Linked DNA regions of Gossypium hirsutum: region 2 is linked to region 1. The links are chromatin contacts, called in public Hi-C maps. All regions are on one chromosome and are shown on one strand. Each heading gives the region's core, a stretch centred on a gene start, on an enhancer-like site or on the middle of the called end of the contact. The rest is flanking DNA. Distances are from core to core; before and after follow the strand shown. Region 1 holds the start of LOC107903802. Region 2 has its middle 16 kb from the start of LOC121231643.

Region 1 (6,087 bases), core at 2,553-5,052:
CCACCTTATCCATTTTAATTATTCATCACATTTAGGTTAATTTGCATTAGGGATCACTTTGCATCTAGATAATTATTTAACTTAACATCAACCAATCAAACTTATTTTGTTTTTTTACCAAATTGTTAATATTAATTTTGCAAAATATTGATTAACATATACAGCCCCTATGGAGACGATAACTCTTATACTTATTACTTGATAACAATTGTGTACACTTGCACAAACCTAACATTACAATGACCAGTGAAACCGGACGTCCCTCGTCCATTACGAAGTCAAAGTCAACTCGTTTGGAGTGGAGGCAACTTAGTCATAGGAGGGAAAAAGATATGACGATTTTGTTGAAGAGGTTCTCTTTTGGATGCATGTTTTGAAAAGTTAGGACATTGTGTTCGTGAAAATCAAACCCAAGTTAGTTTTGATTTGCCAGTGCACAAGTCAAAGCTAGAAATAATTCAGCTTCTAAGCACAGATTTGACTCAGTTAATTCCCTGCATAGTTCAAGATAGGCCCGTGATGGGCTTTGGCAAAGATGGCGTTGTGGAAATATGAGTCAAGGTGGAGATTTGAGTATGCCTCATAATTTAGTCAAATTTGATAGATAATCTTCTAGTTAAATTTTTTATTAGTTTTAGTCGAACTCTGATTAGTCTAGATTATTTTATTATTGTTTGACCTACGAATTTAGCCTATAAATAAGCTCTTTTACAACCTTAGAAAATACAGTCATTAAAATATTAGAACTTATAACACTTATAGAGAATTTTGTGTTTACATTTTGAGGGTTCTTTGTTTTTGAGTTTTGGGGTTTAGTTTTTATCTCCATCTTTTATACTCTTTGTTCACTTGCCATTATAGTAAAATTATATTTACCCGTGGTTTTTTATCCTCTTTGAAGAGGTTTTTCCACGTTAAATTTATGTGTTTAATTTCTCAATTTATTCCACTATTTTTTTGTTGTTCGTTGCTTAATCTGGCCGATCTCCGACAGTTTATAATTTTATTACAATGCCTTATTTATAATATGAGCTTCGTCTTATTAGTACTTTGAACAAATTATAAGTTAATCGTACAAACATGAAAGAATATCTTTCAATTATTATTAGCGTAAATATCCTTTAGAGAAGATGCTTAAATGAAATTCTCAACCAAATCCAATCAAGGTTTGTAGTTAGAGTAGTAAACTACTTTCCTATGGAGGAAAAGACTAGAGAGGTATTCGTTAAAATAGAATTATAGTCACTTACAATGCATGCTATGATCTGTTTTTTATTTCTGAAATCTCTTTGCGATGAGATAACGGGCCTTATTAAACACTATTGGTGGGCTGCCAAACATGACTCCAAGGGGATACATTGATTGAATCGGGACTTAATTTATAGGCAGTGACCGTAGGTGGGTTGGTTTCCTTATTCAACCGGACTTGGTAGCGAAGCAAGGTTGGAGGCTCATTCATAATACTAATTCACCGAGTTATAAGGTCTTAAAGGGAAAATATTTCCCTAATTGTGCTTTCATCGATTCTAACTATTTGGCAAGCCAAGGATGTCCTGAACTTAGACTTGAAGTGGCAGACTGGAGAAGGGAGAGGCGTACAGGTTTGCAAAGATAAGGGGGTTACTGATGCTTCTGAATTTCAAATCATTGGTACTCCTATATCACTCTCAGACGATGCAAGGGTCGACAACTTACTGAAAAGGATAGATGGTAGTGGAAAATAGAGCTCATAAATGGAGAATTTTCTCCACCTGATGCAGAAGCAATTTGTTGCATCCTTGTCTATGAATCACGGCCCAAAGATACTTTGGAGTGGCATCATAGAAAAACGGGTGTGTACACTGTCAAGAGTGGGTATATGACTATATGTGTCTTCTAAAAGCAAAACATGGTAGAGGAAGTTGGATGTCTCTGTGGAACTTAGAGCTACCTTTAAATTATTCTCTTGGCAGGCTTGCTATGGTATACTACCTTTCGGATGAAAATAGCAAGGAGAATTCACGTCATTGACCTTCTGTGTCCAAGATGCCATTCCACTAATGAGGATGATCTGCATGCTTTAAAGCAAATATGGGGCATACGAAATTAGACCGTTTAATAACAATGTTTCACCTCTAGCGCGAGCTGTTGGTAAAGCTAAAGTGTTCCTATAGGAATACTACAATCTTGCGCAATCAGCTAAGACTACCACCGCTACTCATACTGGTATAAATTGGCTGCCTCCTCCAGCAAGCCATGTAAAAGTAAATTTCGATGCCACCTTTTTTGCAACATCACCTGGAGCAAGGATTGGGGTGGCTATCCGGTGACCTGGATGGTTTTATACTGGGAGCACTGCTCCTTCCAAAGAGGTGAATCCGAATCCGTGCATGACAAAAGCAATGGTAGCACTAAGGGCCATAGACTTTACTCACCAAATGGTACATCAATGTATATGGTTACAAGATGATTCACTGCAGGACATTAAGTGGTTTTGTTCAGCGAAAACAGATTTATTAGTCATTGGACCACTTATAAATGATGCAAGGCAAAGACTACACGGGTTCGAAGATGAGATCACACCTTTTCGAAGACAAGCAAAACAAGTAGCACACTCGTTGACTAAATTAAATGTTATTGAGCAGGATGATATCGCAGTTATGTTGGATACCGTTAATATATGATGAATGAAATTATGTTTATTTGAGAAAAAAAAATTATCATTTCTCAAAGTTAAATTTCGTATCCTGTCTCACAACCATGTCTTAAGTGGCATCAATTGGGGAAATCAAAGAAAAAGTGGGAGAGAAGGGTTGTATCAGAAAGAAAAACAAAAGTAAAAACGCAGAGATTTACAGAAATAATTATGACAATTTCAAGTCTGGACCTGTCCAAAAATCCTCTCACGCAAAACATGGGAGAGAAGGGATGAATCAGGATCTCACTGATCGATATTTTGGCTTGAGTTGACTCTTCTTGGAGAATCTGGGGGTCCCAAAATTTCTGCATACATTTCCATGAGAAACTTGTCGACAATATCAAGATAGGTAGGACAAGTGAGTCGAGAATAGTAGTGAAGAACCTCTTCAATGTCAAGAACATGTTCCATATTGCTCATATCCATCATCTCTAGCTCTTTCAGCTTTTGTGGCACTGATAAATTCCTTTCTTCTCTTCTTCTCTCGCCTGAATTACAATCCTCTCGTCTGTTCCCCACCTTGGCACTCCTCGTTTTATGCTGCTTAATGTCCTGATGGTCATCTCTTCCTTGTGTCGTAGACTGCTTCATATTTCCCTTATTGTTTCCTTGTCTTTGTGCTTCTATATTATGAGTTGAAAATTTTATCTTTTTCCTGTTGTCATTTCTTTCCTTTGGGTTGCCATTGTCGTTGGGATTCACGGCAACGCCTGCAGCGGTGAATGAATAGGGATTGTACGGAGAGGCTTTGGGTAGCCTTTGGTAAGGTTCAGCATCAGTACCAGAGAAGAGAGACTTGAAACTTCGTAAGGTTTTCTGAAAGAACCTTTTGGTATTGGAAATGGAATTTCGAAGCAGCATTGGTTACGGATTACAAAGAGAGTCAAAAGGGGAAATCACTTATTTGGTGACGGTGATGAATACAAATAATAGAGGAGGAGCCATTAAAGGGTGTTTTGAAAAACTTGGATTGAAACAACGGAAATTAGAGAAAGGGTACTGTTTTTCTCACTTTGGGGGTTGTTCTTATGTTTGTCGTCGTTTCACATAAGCTCCTTATTATTGTTGTTGCATTGGGTTTTGTTCTTTGGTCACCAAAAGAGTCCCCACTAGCACTAGTGTTCATCAAACATATGTCAAAGCTTTTAATTTATGGAAGATTTGGTGATGGTTTCTTGCTCATTAATATTATAAATAAAGATAGTATTTCGTGGCTTTTACTTTTGGTGGTGGAGTTGGTGTGGTGTGTAGCCGCTTTTAGAGGAGGAAAGGACAGCGGCCCTTCCTGCGCTGGTAGTTGAATTGGGCCGCCGGTTTCTTCATATATACCAATTCTAGATTTTATCATAATTTTCCAATCAAATATTGGTCTCTCACTTTTAATCACTTAAATCGATGATGTTTATTACTAGGTTGAAAATTGGTTTAATTTAATCATCTAAAGGACACTTATACTATAGGTCTGGGAGCAAATAAGCATTTCAATATTTAATTCTAAAGCAAAAAGGGAAAAAGTTAAATATTAAAAATTACTAGTTTATGGTGTTCTAAAATGTAGCTTAATTTAATTATTGTCAAAATTTTCGCTATTTAAAAAGTTTACCTCTTCACTTTAAAGTTTAACTAAGTTGCTTACATTTAACTAATTTTCATACTTGAGTCAAATGGGTTGACTGTAAAATTTAGGACATTGAGTAGATACTTAAAATAAAAATATACGATTTTTCTTTAAATAAATGAACCAGCATAAATTCATAATATAAACAAACCCGTGAATCACGGAGCCAGTTGGACTAGCACCATTTTTAATATCTTGCACCAATAAAATAAACGCTTCTTCTTTCATCAAAATAAAATAAAATAAACGCTTCTTCAAAAATTACCTCTAAACTATACCTACGTACTTATTCAAACAACGTTGCTGTTACTCATTTCCCCCTCACCTAACGCCGTTAGACAAAAAAAAAATCTGCCAAAACTTGACACGTCACCAGCCAACTGTTATTTTTAGTATTCTATTTTATTTTATAAAAATTTAGAAGAAATTAAAAAAAAAATTCCCCCTCCCCCCACCACCGCTTTCCTGCAATCAAAAGCTTTTTGGTTTTGCAAACGATGCTTTGCGACCCGAATTGTTCAAAACATATTAGGGAAAAGGCTGCGTTTGGTGTAACCGCTTTGATTCGAGTCAATAAAGATGTCTTAGAAGGTGAAGTGAATAATTGAAGCTCCTCTGGAGATGAAATCAGCTCATAGCTTAAAAGTTTTATGTGAGTTAATTACATATATTAAATCTCCCTTTGCTGATGAAATACTCTGTAAAGAAGAAACTCCCAAGATGTTAACTTTATTACAATCCAAATATTTGGGTATGAAAGTTGTGGTATTTGATTGCATTCTTGAAATTGGTTACTTTCGGCGTAAAGAAACTGTTGATGCTATGCTTAATGGAGGTGATAAAGGATGAGAATGATGAATGCAAAAACGGATCATAAAGTTTGTCAAAGTTCCGGATTTAATTTAGGCCTCTAAACGTTCAGAAAGAAACTTAGATTTTGACACAACCTGAAACGAAATTAAATCCAAGTCAGATAAAATAATTAAAATAAAATAGTAAATCAAATATTAAGGAAGCGAATAAAAAAATAAATAGAAATATAGAACGTAGCGTGTAGAAGTCTTACGAAGCCTTGGAAACACCAAGAATCCACAACCCCCTTCAAGCTACTCTAATTTCCCCACCAAGATAGAAAGAATTTATTTACTCAAAAGATAAATAGAATAATAATGAATTGAATAAATTGTATACAATGTAAAAGCCTATATATATGCTAGCTAAATAAATCTAAATAAAATTCTTAAGTATACTACAACTCTAATTTAATCAAAATAAGAAGTAGTTTTAAACTAAATTTTCTTATTAACATAAACTCCTAAATAACTTAAAATACTTAATAATTATAAAAAATTCGGAATAAAATAATAATAAAATAATAAGATCTGACAAATATAATATTGGGCTCATATATAATAAAAAATAATTCTAAAACCCGAACCCAATGTGATTTAAACTCGAATTAAAAGCCCGAAATTCGTAATTCCCGTCATAATCCCGTTCATAAATTCTACTCACGTAGTCTTCACTAAAATAGTCATAACTTAAGCTCCCGAACTCAAAATCGAGTGATTCAAAATGCGTTTCAAAGCTAAGAGATAGATCTTCAAATGCCATGAAGACATCTCAATCCAGAAATGCCAGAACCCCATCCAAAAAGTCGTTGCAAGTCTGCTGATTTCCCAAGCCTGAAAATTGGCAGTTTTGATGATTGGAATCTAATAAATTTCACCCCATTCGTGCATGTATCATTTTCCTTTTCCTCAAAAAGATTCGTCCTCTAATCTTGCCTTTG
Region 2 (5,629 bases), core at 3,058-5,557, 100 kb after region 1:
AAATGAGTGGTTGTTTCCCCCCCCCCATTGCCGTGAGCTAAAAAAAGGAAAAGAAAAACTTGTTCATCCTTTTTCATCCTCTTTTGACCGAAAATTCTAAGGGAGGAGGAAGGAGTTCTTGCTTCATGTTTGGTTTGGAAGAGAATTAGGAGGAAGTTTGGCCATGCATGTAACTAGATTGAGGTATGTTTGATATTATTCTTTGAGATTCGTGTATATTTTAAGTTGTAAGTTTGAAATCTACCTAGCCATGGTTCAAACTTTGTTAAATGATGGAGATGATATTCGGCCATGCATGTTACATTCTTGGTTGGTATTTTGATGTTTGATGTTGTGGTGATGAGGCATGCAGATGAGTTAAGATTCGGCCTAGGTGGAGTTTGTGTTAATGCCATTGCATGCTAAATATGAAGCTTGTTAATGATGCATGTGATGGTGGATTGATGATTCTTGAATCTTTTTTTTTAGCATTTTTGAGTGAGCACATATGTGCATTGGTTGCTAGATGGGGAAGAATCGGCTAGCAAGTTGTGTGCTAAGGCCGAATATAATTTTTGTAGGTTAATGAGTAATGCATGTGCTAAATTGATGGAAAGGGAGAGGATGCTTTACTAGTGTATAAATGATATAAAGATTTTAGAAATTATTTTTGGTTAGGTGTATGTATGATTAGGTATATTCGGCCATATGAGTAAATATATAGATGATGTTAAATTTGATTATGTATAATGGGCCATATAGGGTACACATTGTGATATTAACTTTGATTCTCCATAATTGATCAAGTGGGTGATTAGTAAGGGTGATTGCCGAATATACTAACATACATATGCATGTGTAATTGGATTGTAAATATTTAGCAAGGCGGTTAAACTAGTTGATTTATTGATTAAGCTCAAGGAGTTAAAGGAGGAGAATCGAGCAAAGGCAAAGAAAAGATCATCGAGTAGCCGAGTTGGAACCATCTTACCCAACACAAGTAAGTCATTAAGCATATCTTTGGTATTGATTTAAAGGATCGTAATACCTATACCATTGTGTTTAATGAGATGAAATGTATACAAATGTATATGTAAGTAGAGATGAAATTTGTCGAATGTAAAAAGGAAGTGAAGCCTATTGAGTGGCTGGTTTTCGGCACTAAGTGTGCGGGCGATAAGTGTTCACGGTCATGAGATTGGCACTAAGTGTGCGGGTTTAAATTGTACAGCACTAAGTGTGCGAGTTTAAAGTACATGGCACTAAGTGTGCGTGGTTGATTATTAAGCACTATGTGTGCGAACCCAATATATATTTTCTATAAATTATTTACATTAAGGGTGCGACCTTACCGAGTCGATTTTGGACAGCGGAAAAGGTAAGTGTGCGAACTTGAAATGCATGGCACTAAGTGTGTGAGTTTAAAGTGCATGGCACTAAGTGTGCGCGGTTGATTATTAAGCACTATGTGTCCGAACCCAATATATATTTTCTATAAATTATTTACATGAAGGGTGCGACTTTACCGAGTCAATTTTGGACAGCGGAAAAGGTAAGTACCTTGAGTTCATGGCTAATAGGCACTATGTTTATATTTGGAGTTGAGCTTGGTAAGTTTTGAACCTATGTGACGATTATAGTTGAAGTCACGTACATAAGGTTCATTGTGGAATAGGTGAAAGTTCGTTTAATTGTATGATTATAACGAAAATAAAATGATGTATGAAAGGCCAATGTAGGACTTGGTATGAGATTGAACCATAGGGTTTAAGGAACTATGGTATAGTTTGGTATGGATGGAGTACTTAACCTCATTTCATTGTTTCCTGTTGTGATAATTTTATTAATGGATGGTTGTGGAATGCTTATGGCTTACTGAGTTATATACTCATTCGGTGTTTGCTTGTCACCTATTCTAGGTTTCTTGGACTCGTCTCTTTTTGCGTGATCGTGCCGTCGTCGAAGTCATCACACCGGCTAGCAAGTTTTGGTACTTTCTTCTTAGTCGGCTTAGGAGAACATTTCGGCATGTATAGGCTATTATGTTGTGTTTGAACTTTGGTATGTAAACTTTTAGCCATGCGAAAATGGCATAAATGTTCGGTTGGGTTTGGTTTCATAACGTTAGGTCGTAAATCTTGATAATTCGACCTTTTTATGCCATATGTCATGGTTGATTATTTTGGTGTTAAAATTCATGATATGGCAATAGTGTAGTAGGGGGATGTTTGACAATGATTAGCCTTTGGCATGGCTAGTCATGATCATAATTTGTGATATGTATGACGAATTACTAGTTAGATCAAGGAGAAATCACGAAATGGGCATAGTTGCTTTCGTAACAGATGCTGGCAGCAGCAGTGACGTGAGATTGAAAAATCAATAAAAATAGTAGGAGTGGAATTAATTGATGAATAAATTATGTATTCGAAGCTCGATGAGTCTATTTTCATATAGAAGCAACGAAAAGATCATATGGATAGTATGTTAAGAGATATTCAGGTTCTCGTGAGACAGGGCCAGAACGGTTTCTGGATTCCCTGTTCCGACTTTGGAAATTCATTATAAATTAACCAGAGACAATTAGGAGTCATACCATATATGGATAGATTCCTCTCTGAGTCTAGTTTCTATAGAAACAAACGGCATCAGTATTGAATCTCTGTGCAGGGAGATATCCAGGTCGTAATGCGCAAAGGTCAGTGTAGTCGATCCCTGTAACATGGGAGACTTTGACTAATAAACTGTACTAATTGGCCCGACCAAAAATTCTAGAAAAAAATATGTAGATGAGCATATGAGTCTAGTTTCAGGGAAAAATCACGAAACTGATTTTTGAGTTGTGAAACTCAAGATATGATTTTTAAAGCGACTAGTACGCAGATTGGCAGTGTCTGAGAAATATTTTTATAAAGGGTTTAAAGTCTGTTAACACCTCGTGTTCGACTCCGGTGTCGGTCTCGGGTTCGGGGTGTTACAAGTACTTTGGAGGAGACCATTTGCTAAGGAATGTTTCGGGTTCCGAAGTGGGTGCATGGTTCGTATTGTCTTTTTCTTCTAGCACAAGGGCATATGCATGGCCATCATGTGCGACTGAAATAACAAACAACCTAGTTTTGCGGATCAGTGTTAGAAATCTAAGACTCTGACCTCTTCTATTGTAGCCAAGTTGACCTGCATCCAACCACTATGTTTCATGCTGTCATTGGATTTGATACAGCTCCTTCTACTAGAAATGTAATATACTGGTGAAGCAGTTTGCATCCTTGAACTTCTCTGATTGAAGATGGGAGATAATGATGGCCGTGGAGATAGATGGCTGTGAAAATTAAAAAATATATTAAAAATTTTAAAAATTTACAAAAAATTAAATTGAATTAAAAAATTTAACAAATTTAATTTGATTTAATTTTTGTAAATTTTAAAAACTTCCAATATACTTTCATTTTTATTTATAAATTTTTTATGATTTATAAAATTATATATATTTAAATTTTTTTAAAAAATTATATATTTTTAGATATTTTTAAATTATTTTTAAAAATTAAGTCATCATTATCACGTGTCACTGTCTAAAAGTGCCATTTATATCAAACTTAGCACGGTTACAAAAAAGCACCAAAATTATTGATAGAATGAAAATTCGGGTACCAACTTGAGACAAAAAACTCACAAGTACTAATTTGGGAGAAGGTGCCAAGATTGATGGCCAAATGCATATTTAAGTCTATTTTATAATAAATGATTCTAGTTATAATTATGGGTTAGTGTGTAATAGATTAAAGTATATTTTTTTATTCCACAAGTAATCTTAAAAAATTGTTGTGTTTTTTTTAAAATATTTATCTTTTATAATATTTTACTATATCCTTATAAGATACTTATCAATCCCTTAACACTATTTATAAAATTTTAAAAACTTTACTAATAATCTACCAAATATTTTTTCTATAATTATTCAAATGTATTATATTTATAATTGTAATTGCAATTATACATGTAACTTTAAAAAAATAATTTCGTTAAACGATACACATTTGTGAAGATTGATGATAGTTGATTTTATTGTAGAATCATACAAGGCTACTATTAAATGAGGCAATCACACAAATCTAAGAGTTATATAGCAGAAAAACATAAGGGAAAAAAGGATAGATACCTACTCTATTGAATGAATGATGTAGGATAAGGAAAGCATATCACTCAACTAATAATCATAAGGGACTTAAGTACTGAAGTGATTTTTTATCTACCAAATATATATGAGGCACGAACTATGTGGTTGATACTTTGACAGCCAGTCTCTGGACACCAACATTTTACCTTTTTCATGGTCCCATATATACATACATAAGCTAAGAATTAATTTTTTTTGGCACATTACAAACTAACCTAAGCTAGCTAAGCAGGAATAAGTTAAAGCTTCCCAAGCATTAATCAAAGTTGTCAGATGGTCAGTATATAATACATATATATAATACAGGGAAGCCGAATGCATATGTAACTATATAATTTATATTCAAAATTATAATTTTGAAGGGTGATTAAAATTTCCATCTAACATATGATGATACGGATGTAAATTCTACCACTTTTTTTCCTTTAATATTGTAATAATAATAATAAAACCTAAAGGTTAAAAAGGAGTAGTGCTTACTTGACATAGCGGCGGTGATAGGGACCAGGGAACGACTTATTGAACAGGTCAACTAGCCAACTAGAAGACTAATATGTAATAGATGTAATAGGCAGTTGAGTTGTAATCGGCCATGTCGTCCTTAGGGTTGGAACCAGTCTTTGTCATATGGGGCCTATGCAAGGCTTCTTTAATTTCGAGACGAGTTCTTTGCTTCTTTATTAAAACTAGCCAAATATGCATTTTTTTTCTCAAACTTATCTCTTAAAATTCTACTAGGTTTTTCTACCTATCTCTCTTTTCCAACACAATATTTTTCAAATTTTATTATGGATTGGCGTTAGATCAAATCGAATAAAAAAATATTGAGTTAATTGAGTTAATGAGTTTTATTTTCTTATTTTAATTTGATTTGAATTTTTTTTAAATTGAGTCAAGTGAAATAAAATTTGAGTCAAGTCAAATCAAATAAAATTGTTCGAGTTAAATTAAAAAATTCAACATATCAAATTAAAATCTTGTTACAGTATACTTAATTCCATGTTGAAGCATATAAATCTGAAAACTTTTTCAAAGAAAAATAACAATAAAAATAAGATATTTCAGTATGATAAACTTCAACAATTAATTAACTTATTTAAGTCCGCAAATTATTATTTTAAAAAATTCTTAAATTTTTAACTTTCTTTATATATTCTTTAATTTTTTTAAAAATTTATAATTTTTAAAAAATATAAATTTTAGGATTTTTATAAATATTTTGAAGTTTTTTAAAATTATTTTTATTTTTTATTGAAAAAAATCAATTTTCTCATTTTCAAAATTGACAGGGACCAAAGGTGTATTTAAATTAATCTATTATTCGAATTATTCGAATTATAAAATTTAACTCAACTTGAATTTAAAATTTGAATTAATTATTCAAGTTGACTAAAATAACTCGATTTGATTAATTCAAAATTGAAGTATTTTTTTAATTTTTTCCAATAGAATATAATTTTTCTCAAACCCTAC

What was found. Hi-C and Micro-C count contacts between places; a contact is called where the count stands out from the background.
Region 2: a contact with region 1 is called in a Hi-C map of leaf, with 1.8 times the contacts expected there. The contact joins the enhancer-like site here to the promoter of LOC107903802 in region 1. A contact is called at or near these places in 3 of 34 Hi-C or Micro-C datasets (leaf and petal).

What each region holds. Positions count from the first base shown.
Region 1 is chrA06:14,574,109-14,580,195 of Gossypium_hirsutum_v2.1, forward strand. LOC107903802 reads right to left here and starts at 3,803. Exons shown (of 1, transcript XM_041115182.1): 1 at 2,745-3,803. The coding sequence starts at 3,538. The coding sequence ends at 2,921.
Region 2 is chrA06:14,674,739-14,680,367 of Gossypium_hirsutum_v2.1, forward strand. No RefSeq gene overlaps it. Among protein-coding and RNA genes, the nearest start is that of LOC121231643, 16 kb to the left of the region's middle. Within about 2 kb of position 4,308, at least 3 of the 9 cell types and tissues checked have an H3K27ac peak or open chromatin away from gene starts, as enhancers often do. A contact at or near this core is called in leaf, where this site is marked.